Linked DNA regions of Mus musculus: region 1 is linked to region 2. Evidence: chromatin contacts called from public Micro-C data. All regions are on one chromosome and are shown on one strand. Each heading gives the region's core, a stretch centred on a gene start, on an enhancer-like site or on the middle of the called end of the contact. The rest is flanking DNA. Distances are from core to core; before and after follow the strand shown. Region 1 overlaps Ascc3 (activating signal cointegrator 1 complex subunit 3). Region 2 holds the start of Ascc3 (activating signal cointegrator 1 complex subunit 3).

Region 1 (5,588 bases), core at 2,412-4,911, 42 kb after region 2:
TATGAAATAATTATATTAATTTCATCATTGAACCAATATTAATTTTACCAAGATAAAATAGAATTTATATATGCATATATTAATGGTCAAACATGTTTCCTTTGGAAAAACTCTTGAAGCAAAAATGAATGGTATCATTTATTTTTTCCCTTTAAGTTGTTATGTGTTCATTTATTTCCTTAAAAACTAATAGTCAATTATTAGGTAATTTTTAAACGGTTCTTTGTACTTTGAGCCTACATATGTAAGGTACATATGAAACGAATGACTTTCTATGTTTAAGCTATTTTACATGCATATGCAAATTTTCTCAAATCTGAAACAACTAAAATCAATCCATTTCTGATCCCAAACATTTTGGATTGGGGCTATTCAGCAGCAATAGATCTTATCCTGAAAGGGATTTTAGTAGTACAGCTTAGTTTTTCTTTTCCTTCTTCATTCTATACAAAATCTGCACCTCTCTTCTTTCTCTCCCCACACATGGCCTATCTCCCTTTCCCCTCACTCTCCCTTCTTTCACTGAGGTTCCTCCTTCCCTCTCTCTGCCTCCCATGACTATTTTTTTCCCTCTTGTAAGTGGTATTCAAGGATCCTCACTTGGGCCTTTCATCTTGTTTAACTTTTTTGGATCAGATTGATTTATAGAAAGACTTGCTGTTTCAAATAAAGCAAAACAAAACAACAATAGTAGCAAACTGCCAAGGGAAGCATATTAGCTTATCTGTTATGTCTTCTAATCCTGTAGGCTCAGGTGTTGTATAAATGTCTTTGATACAGATTTCTCTGTCTGTACAAATAGCTAACCTCTCCCTCTTTCCTATTTATTTTTGTGGCCTCGGGTCCTTGTATTAGAACACTGAACAATGGCCCAGGCAGCTATACCTTTGCAGATAGTCACCGCTAGTGCCAAGTTTGTAGTGCAGCCCTTGTGTGAGGAAGGGTTCCCACCTGCTCCTGGAGTGGATAGATGTGGCAGGTGGTACAGAAAACATAATTTTGGATTGCTGTTAAATCTCATAGCCTCTTATCCCAGAACTCAGCTAAGATTCTTTGTCTGGAAGTTACATAAACCATGCATTCACAACCGAATGGGTTTTTTATTTGCTTCTTTTGTCAATCATGGGATCTTAAAGAGTGTTATTAAGAAGAATAGAGTGTTATTAAGAATGTCTTGGATATTATTCCACGTTTTTTCATTAGAAATTAGCTTCCAGGTATGCACAGTTCCTCATCCTATTCCTCCTCTCCCATCTCCAAGAGGATGTCTCCCCCACCCTACCCCATAGACCTCCCCACTCCCTGGGGTGTCAGGTCTCTCCAGGGTTAGGTGTGTCTTCTCTTACTGAGGCCAGACTAGGCAGTACTCTGCTGAATATGTGTTGAGAGCCTCATATCAGGTAGTGTATGCTACCTGGTTGGTGGCTCAGTGTCTGAGAGATTTCAGGGTATCCGATAGTTTCGACTGCTGGTCTTCTACTTTGAACTCATTGGCACAGGGCGGGGGATGGGGGGATTTCCTAAACAGAACTCCAGTGGCTCACGCTCTAAGATCCAGAATTGATAAATGGGAGCTCATCAAACTGAAAAGCTTCTGTATGGCAAAGGTCATAGTCAGTAGGAGAAATTGGTAACCTACAGATTGGGGAAAAAACTTCACTAATCCCACATCTGATAGAGGACTAATGTCCAAAATGTATAAAGAACTCAAGAAGCTAACCTTCAATACAACCAAACAACCATATCAAAAATGGGGTATAGAACTAAACAAAGAATTCAGAGCAAAGGAATCTCGAATGGCCGAGAACCACTTAAAGAAATGTTCAAAGTCCTCAGTGATCAGGAAATGCAAATCAAAATGTCCCTGAGACTCCATCTTACACCAGTCAGAATGGCTAAGATCAAAAACTCAGGTGACAGTAGATGCTGGCAAGGATGCTGGTGGGATTGCAAGCTAGTGGTTTTCTACTAGAATTTGCCATTTGTGAACAAGAAACACAGTTTGTATTAAGTAGCTGAGTGGTTAAGGATATGAATATGCAAGGTTAGCTCTGGCAGGATTATTTTCTTATAGAAGAAATGACCCCATTTTAAAAATTCACAGAATCTTAAGACTAGTCCATACCATCCATCCATCTATCCATCCGTCCATCCGTCCATCCATCCATCTATCCATCCATCCATCCATCCATCCATCTATATACTGTTTCCTGTTATAGTTTGTGTGTGTGTGTGTTTCATGGGGGATAATGATGTAGAAATATATTTTATAGTTATCCCTTCCCTTTATCCCTTCCTACTTTTCTTATCCCATCCTTTCTGTAGAAAGTTCTTTAATTCTACCCTTGATTGTTGTGTCTAGCTAACAACAATACAAAATACTCATGTAAAATGTTTTTTAGAAAAGTTGGAATTCATGTGGAGGTTGTGTAGGGTAGGAATGAGTAAAACAGAAAACTATATTAGACTGGTTCACACTGTATACATGTGTTGAAATACAGTGATCCCCATTAACTTGTACAAAGAATACAAAGAATAGTAGGAAAACTTCTCATACAGGGAATTTTTTCAATCTTATCTTAAGTCTTTTTATTTTGTTTTGTTTTGTTTTATTTTTTGAGACAATGTTTCTCATATAGCCCTGGCTGTCCAAGAACTCACTCTGTAGACCAGGCTGGCCTAGAACTCAGAAATCTGCCTGCCTCTGCCTCCCAAGTGCTGGGATTAAAGGTGTGCACCACCACTGCCTGGCCATATCTTAAGTCTTAAGCAATATTTAGATTACTCTTGTTATTTCAAGCAGTTGTGACTCATGGGCATCTTTTTTTTATAGGTTTATTGATGTAATTTTGCATATATTTAAAGTGTACAAATTTTAAGCTCTTATATGCACAAATACATGCAATTATAGCATTTTTCTACTCTTAATTCATCTTACGAAATCATAGGCCTTTGTCCTTTTTACCCTTTCATTTTTTGCCATCCAATCTTTAATCCACTAATGTGTATTCCTCAAGACTATATCCTATTGGGTGTCGCTATGCTTAATATACAGTCATGAGTATTTCATAGAGAAACTTTAATGCTTTATGTTTTTATTTTCTTTTACTATTCCTGAACTATGATTTATTTATGTTGTACAGAAGCTTCTTGTGCATATGTATTTGAAAATACTTTTTTGTTTTATACATTGTCTTTTTACTTTCTTGAGTGTGTTCTTGGAAGTATGAACTTGTCTATTTTTTGTTGTCTTTTATTGATAATATTTTTGAGGTAGTATTTAAGCATCCTTTTCATGAAGATTTACTGCTATGTCTTCTCGTAAGAGTTTTATAGTTTTAGATTTTAAGTCTGTTAGACCATTGATTCACATTGAGTTAAGTTTTGTTTGTTGTTTCAGATAGTCTTCCTCTTTGTTCTTTCTTTTCTCTTTCTCTTCCTCTCTCTTCCTCTTCCCTCTTTGCGCTGGTTATTCCATTGTTGCTTATTGAAAGACTTCCCCTTGCGTTGACACTAGCCAGAAATACTTCCCTATGACACATGAAGGACACATGAAGGATTTTTATTGTTGTTGTTTTCTCTTGTTTCTTACGTTTGTCTGTATGCCAATATGGCATGGTTTTGGTTTTGATTACATTGTTGTGAGTGTGGTTACAGGGACCTCTGAATCCTAAACTGTCCTTCCCTCCATCCTCACAAGATTCTTTTTACTATTCTGGGTTTCTCCCAATACTGTATGGATTTGAAAGTTAGCTCGCTGCCTTTTGCAAAGAAGTCACCAAGGATTCTGAGTGAGATTGCACTCAATCTTAGAGTAATACGGGTTTTATTTAAAAAGAAATCTCAATATTATGTATTCTAGTTCATAGATACTGATTTTTATTTAGGATTTTAATTTCTTTCAGTTGTATTTTGTAGTTACAGTGGAAATGTCTTACTCTTCCTTTAAAAAAATAGTCCTCAGTAATTTTTGCTGACATTATAGAAGGGATTATTTTCTTAGTTTCATTTTTAGATTTTTCATTATTAGTACAGGATACATTTGATTTTTATATATTTATATCATCTTGTGCATTCTTGAAGAAAATATTAGTTCCAGTAGTATTTTCTGTATGCAAGATTATGCCATCTGTGAATAAATAGTTTTATTTCTTCTCTTTCTATCTAGATGCCCTATATATCTTTTTCTTGCCTAAATGCCCTGGCTAGAACCTCCACGCAGTGTTGAATAGAAGTGGTGAGTTGAGACTTTGTGTTATTTCTGATCTTCATGGCTAAGCATTTGATCTTTTATGAAACAATACCATAATTAGCTGTGAGCTTTCATTGTTGTCCTTTATAAAGATATAAAATTCCCTTCAAGTATACTTATTTTTTTCCCATGAAAAAATAAAATTGTCTTTTTCTCATTTGTTAAACTAATGGTGCAAATTTTTTAAGTTTATTGATAGGTATTCCTATTGGTCAGTTTTCCCACCTATTGTGTCCACTTTGTATTTGTTGCATTGATTTCACTTTATCATAATGTCTGCCCTCTGTGTTTCTGTCTACCCATTTATCTAATCTGAGTTAAGACACTCAACTATGTTACTGGTTTAGTTTGCTAGTACTTCATGGATACTCTTTATTTCCATATTCTAAAGTCATTGATCTATAGTTTTCTTGTTATGCCTTTGGTTTGGGTATCACTAGTATTGGCTCTGAGAAAAATCAGCTGAGAAATATTTTTGCATGTTTTCAATTTGTGCAGTGTTAAGAATTGGTATTAACCTTTTAAAAAGATTCAGTAGAAGCCATCAGTAGAATTTAATTTCTCTGTAAATTGGTTGGCTGACAACAAATCCTGAACCTTGTCTTTCTGGGGCCTGGTTTTGGTCACTAATCATCCTTTCTCTTGCTGGAAGTCTATACAGATGCTCTGTAAGGTCTGGAGTTAGTTGTTCAATGTTGTATCTTTGTAATGCAGAATTCATTCTAGTCTTTTTCCTCCTTTGTTAATCCTGCTAAAGTTTTAAAGTCTTCAGGTTTTCTTGATTCTCTCTATTGTTTTTCTGTGCTGTAATTCATTTATTTGTGCACAGGGCTTACTATTTTCTTTTATGTCTGCTTTTCCTTTTTTCTGGTACCTTAAGGTTGAAAATGAAGTGGATCTAAAAATGAAGTGGATCTGAATGCTTTTTCAAAGGGAATGTATGGTCATAGGTTTCCTTTTAAGCACTGTTTTAACTACATTTCATAAAATTTGCTCTTAATTTACTCATGATATTTTTCATGCTTGCATACTTGATCATATCCACTTCCAGCTGTCTCTTATTTATTCATATTGGCACCGTAATGTATACGTATTTTACTGAATTTTGGATCAATTGGTTATTACTCTTGGTTATTAAATTAGCACATATCTAAGAATTTTTCAAATTGTCTTAAGGGTTTTTAGTTTCATTTCATTTGTTTACTGATCATACTTTGGATTACTTCTCTTTGGAATGTTAAGGCTTATCTTGAACCCTGTAATATGACCTGGTGAAGATATTCACTACTAATGCTAATCCCTTATATGGTAGTTACTGTTTCAAACACTTTAATCA
Region 2 (5,342 bases), core at 1,940-4,439:
CTGGAGACAGAGGCAAGCAGATGTCTGACTTCATGTCCAACCTAATGTAGAGCAAGTTTCAGGTAAAGAAAAGCTTATGTCTAGGCATGGTGGTACACACCCTTAATCCTAACACTCAGGAGACAGAAGTATGCAGATCTCTGAGTTCTAGTCAGTTAGTTCAGTTGATTCAGTGATCTGGGAGTCAGTTGAGAGTCAGTGCAGTGGAGTTGAGTTTGTGGCAGTGCATTTGGTGGAGTGCAGAGGCAGTCTTACCTGGACATTTTACAGACACAGGTTATAGAGAGAACAAGTGAGACACAGGTGAAAACAGAGGCAGAGAATGAGAACGAGCCAGAAGATTAGAACAGATTGCTAGAGTGAGTTTGATGCCAAGCAGAGCAATTCAGTGAGAAACCCAGCTTCATCTTGATGGATTGAGTGCCAGGCTGGAAACTAAATTGAATCAGTCAGCGTGGAGAGGAGTTTGAGCCAGAATAGTTGAATTGAATCAGCCAGCCAGTATTCAGAAAGAACTAGAAAGGGTGAGCATTTATTCAGTAGTAAGTCTCAGAGGCTGAAAACATTCTAGGCCTAGATTAGATTGTACAGAGAATAGAAGCTTCCAGGACTAGGCCTAGGTTAGCAAACTGAGGCAGTAAGCCTGGGAGACTACAGTTACATCTTACCTTTCTCTTGAGGTATATCAAGGATTAAGTCATAAAAACCTGGCTGTCATTGTGAAAGTAGCAAGATGTACAAGGAAGAAGCTTAAAAGTTTAACAGACTTTGCTTAGCCTTCATGTAAGCACAAATATTACTGTTTGAAGATTAGTGGCTGGACTAATGTATCTAAACATTTTCCCATAGTTTTATCAGCTCCTTTCATAAGAAAAGACTTAAAGGTCCTGAAGAAAATGTTTCAGGTATCAACAAGACTTACGCGCGCACACACACACACACACACACACACAAATGTGCCCACACATACATATCACAAACACACAAAGATAAATGGAAAATAACAAAAATACTGAAATAACCTCTCAGTATAGGCAGGAGGGTTGCTATTTATCAGATTGCATTTGCTTTTAGCTTTGTTAAAAAACTTTCTAGACATTCTTCTTTCTCCAAACTAGGAGCCATCTTTAGTAGATTGTCTTTTAGTAAACATTTGAAAAACATCCCTGAGAAAATAAAGGAGTTCAAAGGTATTTCTTAAGAAACTAGTGAAGTTATTTCCTTCCACTCTGGTACTATGTAGAAGTATAATTTAAGTCACCTGCACCATTTTAAAGTTTATAGATATACATTTTAAAAGTAAGGGCTGAAATAATTACATTTCATTTGGCTCAATGTACAAAGGCTTATCTAAAATAAATAAAAAGTTGATAGCTTACAATCACCTTCCCGTTAAGTTTTCAAAATATGGCATATATTTTGAAAACCTTAATTCCAATAAGTCAGATTTCTATTTTGTAGAGCCAAATCTGGCTAGTGGCTTGAGCATAGCACAGGAGAGTCAGGTAGTACATTTTCAATTTTCATCTTTTTGATCCTCTGGAACTCTGTTGGGTATAATCTAAACTATCTATGTAGACTCCTTTCATTTTTCTTTTTTACTTATTTATCTTGTCTCATTTACTGGTAGAGGAGAGAGTGAAAAATAAAACATAAATCTAACCCAACAGTGATGGCTTCATCTAGCTCGATTGAGTGCCAGGATGATATTACTTTCAGTTGTACTCTATACAAGTAATATCTGCATGCTGCAGAGACTCTGAGACCCAAAAGTTCAGCTGGAAATTAATTAGCATCTTATTTATAGTTGCGGTTTTTAACATACATGCTGTTCCAAAATTGCAATCTTGGTACTATAATTCTATGTTTGATCAAACCCCTCTTCCTTCCCTGCCTGCTTCATGGAAATGCTCTCTCTGTTTCTGAAAATTCCACAATTATGTATCTCAGATTAGCAAAATATTTCTATGCCACTCACATCACCTCTGCTTGGATTCTCAGGTGGCCTTCCCACTTGGGAATATCTGCCTCTGCTTTTTTACTATAATGAATTTGCTTTTGCTTAAGTCTCTTCTGTATCTCTCCTAGAATTCTTTCTCTAGTGAGACCAAGAGTCTTTGGGATCACCAGTTGTAGTTTGGTGATAAAATGAGTTAGACTGTAAACGCTTGAAAGGCTACATGCGACTGGACTAACTTTTAGCAAAACCAGCCAGTAATTCTCCTAAAATGCGTCTCCCTCCCCCCAAATCCCTATTATGTAAGCATTCAGCATCTACTTAGAAAATGTAGAGACTGGGAACTTAGAGAAATGTAGAGACTGTGATGGTCATATATTGCTTCTACAGTGCATTTAGTTCCTTGGATTGTATTAGAAGGGACTCTCAGAATGTGAAGGGTTTTTGTTTGTTTTCCTCATAAAGTTCAGGTCATACCAGACAAACCTTTATCACCAGATGGGTCTTTCATATTGCTGACAGTCCAGTAACTTTTCCTCTTAGTGAATCTTACCAAGTTTCATTAATACTTCATGATTCTTTTCATCTGCGTTATCTCATTTTAATTTCTGAAATGCTTCTATCGCTATTGAGGTCTTCTTACCTCAGTCTGGTATACAGAACTTCCAGTGGGTTTGGCAAGTTATGTTTATTATTCAACCAATGCTGCTTCTATAAAACAGGGTTCTGGTGAGTTTTAGGACAACTGTCTCGGGAAGAATGGGCTGAAAGGGTAGGATGACAATGCATACCACATCTGTATCCTCGCTCATCAGTTCAAACTTAACAACAATGCAGTTTTTTTAGGCTAGCTTTTCTAAATTTGCCAGTCGCACCAGGCTATCGTCAGATGTTTTGTTTCGAAGGTCAGAAACAACTTCAGAAGTACAAAGTGGAGAATAATGAAACTCAGGGAAATCGAAACTTGAGCCTAGAGCAGGTGGGCGGAACCATCTAGTAACCACGGGACTGTGACTCACTGGTTTCTGCCTTCAATAGGAATTAATTACTCGGTGCCATTATCAGAACCAAGCGGGGATTAGGGAGTCGGCCGGAGGGAACCAAGAGTCGGACCACTAAAACTGAGCTGAAACTTGCTAGCGTGTACGCCACCCGACGCCAACCCCCGCATGGGCGGGGCCGAGGGCGGCCGGGTGCTGACGTGGCGACGTTGGCGTCGCGGTCGGTGACGTATGGCCGGCGCCCGCCCCGCCCCTCCGTCGCTCGGCGCGGGTGTGTGGGTTTGTGGGTCAGTGCCAGCTGGGCAGCCCTCGCGCGCTAAGGCGTGACAGCGAGCGACCCCCGCCGGCCCGCGTGTGCTGCGGAGGAGGTCGGGGCGCAGCCCTCCGCTCCGCTCCGCCGGAGTGAGAAGAGGAAGCAAACCTCCAGGAGGCCGGAGGCGCGCGTGGCGGCGGGGCTGAGGTGAGCTAGGGAGAGGGAGGGCGCGGGTGGCGGAGCCCGAGTGTGCGGCGGGGCGGGGCTGGTCTCAGAGTCCGGAAGAGCGCGGGTGGACCGAGCTGTCATCCCTCGGCTGGGCGTCCCGGCTCACCTAAGTTTGTAGGTGGGGGTTGGGGTGAAAACTCCAGCGCGATTGCCCACGTGTAAGGACAGAATGGCCACAAGATGAAAAATTTTCTGTTCTAGGCTTAACCTGTTTTTCTCCTCCCTCTCCCCTTATTTATATTACACATTCCTAGCAACGTCGTTCTTCGCCTACATCTGTTGGGTTGGGTTTCCCCCACAACACAGAGGAGCGAGTGCTTTGGGTCCTGGAGTTCAGGGCAGTGGGTGAATTTAACAATCGGAGGACTCTAGAATGTATTTTTTTTTTTTTTTAAATAAAGAAGTGTCTATGCTAAGGGGGTAGATGAAGTGGTTCTTGGTAGGATGCTGTAATTTCCTTTACCTTTAAAAGAAAGAAGTTCAGTCTACTGAGTTTGATATGCATCACAAGTGCAGTCTAATTGCTACCTGTGGTGTGGTTTTTGTTGTTGTTGTTGTTGTTGTTGTTGTTGTTGTTCCTGGATAAAAATTAGAACAGTCAACTATATCTACCCCCTTTTCAGATTCATAAGCTGAAACGTTTGTTTTCTGAGTTTGATTGTTCTCAAATTCCGCTTCTGAGTCTAGGCTGGACGTGCTCTAGCTCATGTTTTGTATTTAGTTTTTCACGTCATGACGATTATAATACTGGTGTTGCGCCGGGCGTGATGGCGCACGCCTTTAATCCCAGCACTTGGGAGGCAGAGGCAGGCGGATTTCTGAGTTCGAGGCCAGCCTGGTCTAGGACAGCCAGGGCTACACTGCCTCAAAAAAAAAAAAAAAAAAAAACCTAAAAAAAAAAAAGGATTACTTTATTCTATGAAACCCACTGCATAAGTAAGCCATCCACAAAGATAATACTGTGTTGCATTAAAATATTCATAGAGATGTCAGTTAAGTGTAGCTTAGTGTTATTTACATGAGTGAATTAATTTTGCAAGACTTAGTTTTCTTGATCCTTGTTGAATAATTTTTTCTAAAAAACTTGGTTCATTCATTAATTCATTCATTTGTTCACTCTTCATTCATTCCCTAGCACTGTGGGAGGTGTAGGACATAGAAAGTCCCTGTTCTCACAGAACTTTGTATAGTTAACTAGCAAACACTCTTTTAGAAGGGATGTTTAAATTAATAATTGGAAACAAATTTCTGGCTGGAAGCGTTTTCATTTTTTTCTAGTATTTACATTGGTTGTATTGATACCTCATGTCTGGCATAGGATATAGAAAGTCTACATACAAAACATTTTTATAAAGAGCCTATATGGTAACAGAATAAACTTTTTACTCTAATACATCTTTCTTGAGGATAGTTTGTATAAGTACAGTTTTCAACTTTGAGAAAGTGAGTATGCGCAGTTAAAATTTTAGCTCATGAACATCTCCAGAAATAAATGAAGAATTACAGAGGAGACAATAAGGAATCTGAGAATTCCAAATCTGAAAACCCAAAATATGAAGTACTCCCAAAACTTCATTACAAAGAACTTGTAAATAAATGTCATGAGGAACAATGAGCCATATCTGAAGTCTCCACCTCAACGGAGGTATTATACAGTTAGAGAATTCTGAAACTGTAGAGCTTTACGTTGAATTTTACATTTTCACTAGCACATATATTTTAACTCACTTATTCCCCACAAAAAATGAAAAAAATAACAATTAAAATGGAAAAAAAGCTCTACAATGTCTATTACTTGATTTCATTTCTCCTTTATCACCTAATATTAAATCTTCTATATATGTTCACCGAACGCATGTTTACATTTGTACACACACACACACACACACACACACACACTCAG

What was found. A called contact is a pair of places that touch in the nucleus more often than the background predicts.
Region 1: a Micro-C map of macrophages shows a contact between it and region 2, with 1.9 times the contacts expected there. The contact joins the enhancer-like site here to the promoter of Ascc3 in region 2. A contact is called at or near these places in 4 of 39 promoter capture datasets (3T3-L1-derived adipocytes, the C10 cell line, liver and 1 more), 1 of 15 datasets of contacts at CTCF or cohesin (CD8 T cells), 4 of 484 Hi-C or Micro-C datasets (CD8 T cells, macrophages, neutrophils and 1 more), 1 of 115 datasets of contacts at active chromatin or transcription factors (CD8 T cells) and 3 of 9 other capture datasets (adipose tissue, liver and pancreatic islet).

The regions. Positions count from the first base shown.
Region 1 is chr10:50,630,865-50,636,452 of GRCm38.p6, forward strand. All of the region lies in intron 4 of Ascc3 (activating signal cointegrator 1 complex subunit 3), which reads left to right. Among named protein-coding and RNA genes, the nearest start is that of Ascc3, 41 kb to the left of the region's middle. Within about 2 kb of position 3,662, at least 4 of the 459 cell types and tissues checked have an H3K27ac peak or open chromatin away from gene starts, as enhancers often do. A contact at or near this core is called in macrophages, where this site is marked.
Region 2 is chr10:50,589,480-50,594,821 of GRCm38.p6, forward strand. It overlaps Ascc3 (activating signal cointegrator 1 complex subunit 3), which reads left to right and starts at 3,190. Exons shown (of 42, transcript NM_198007.2): 1 at 3,190-3,418.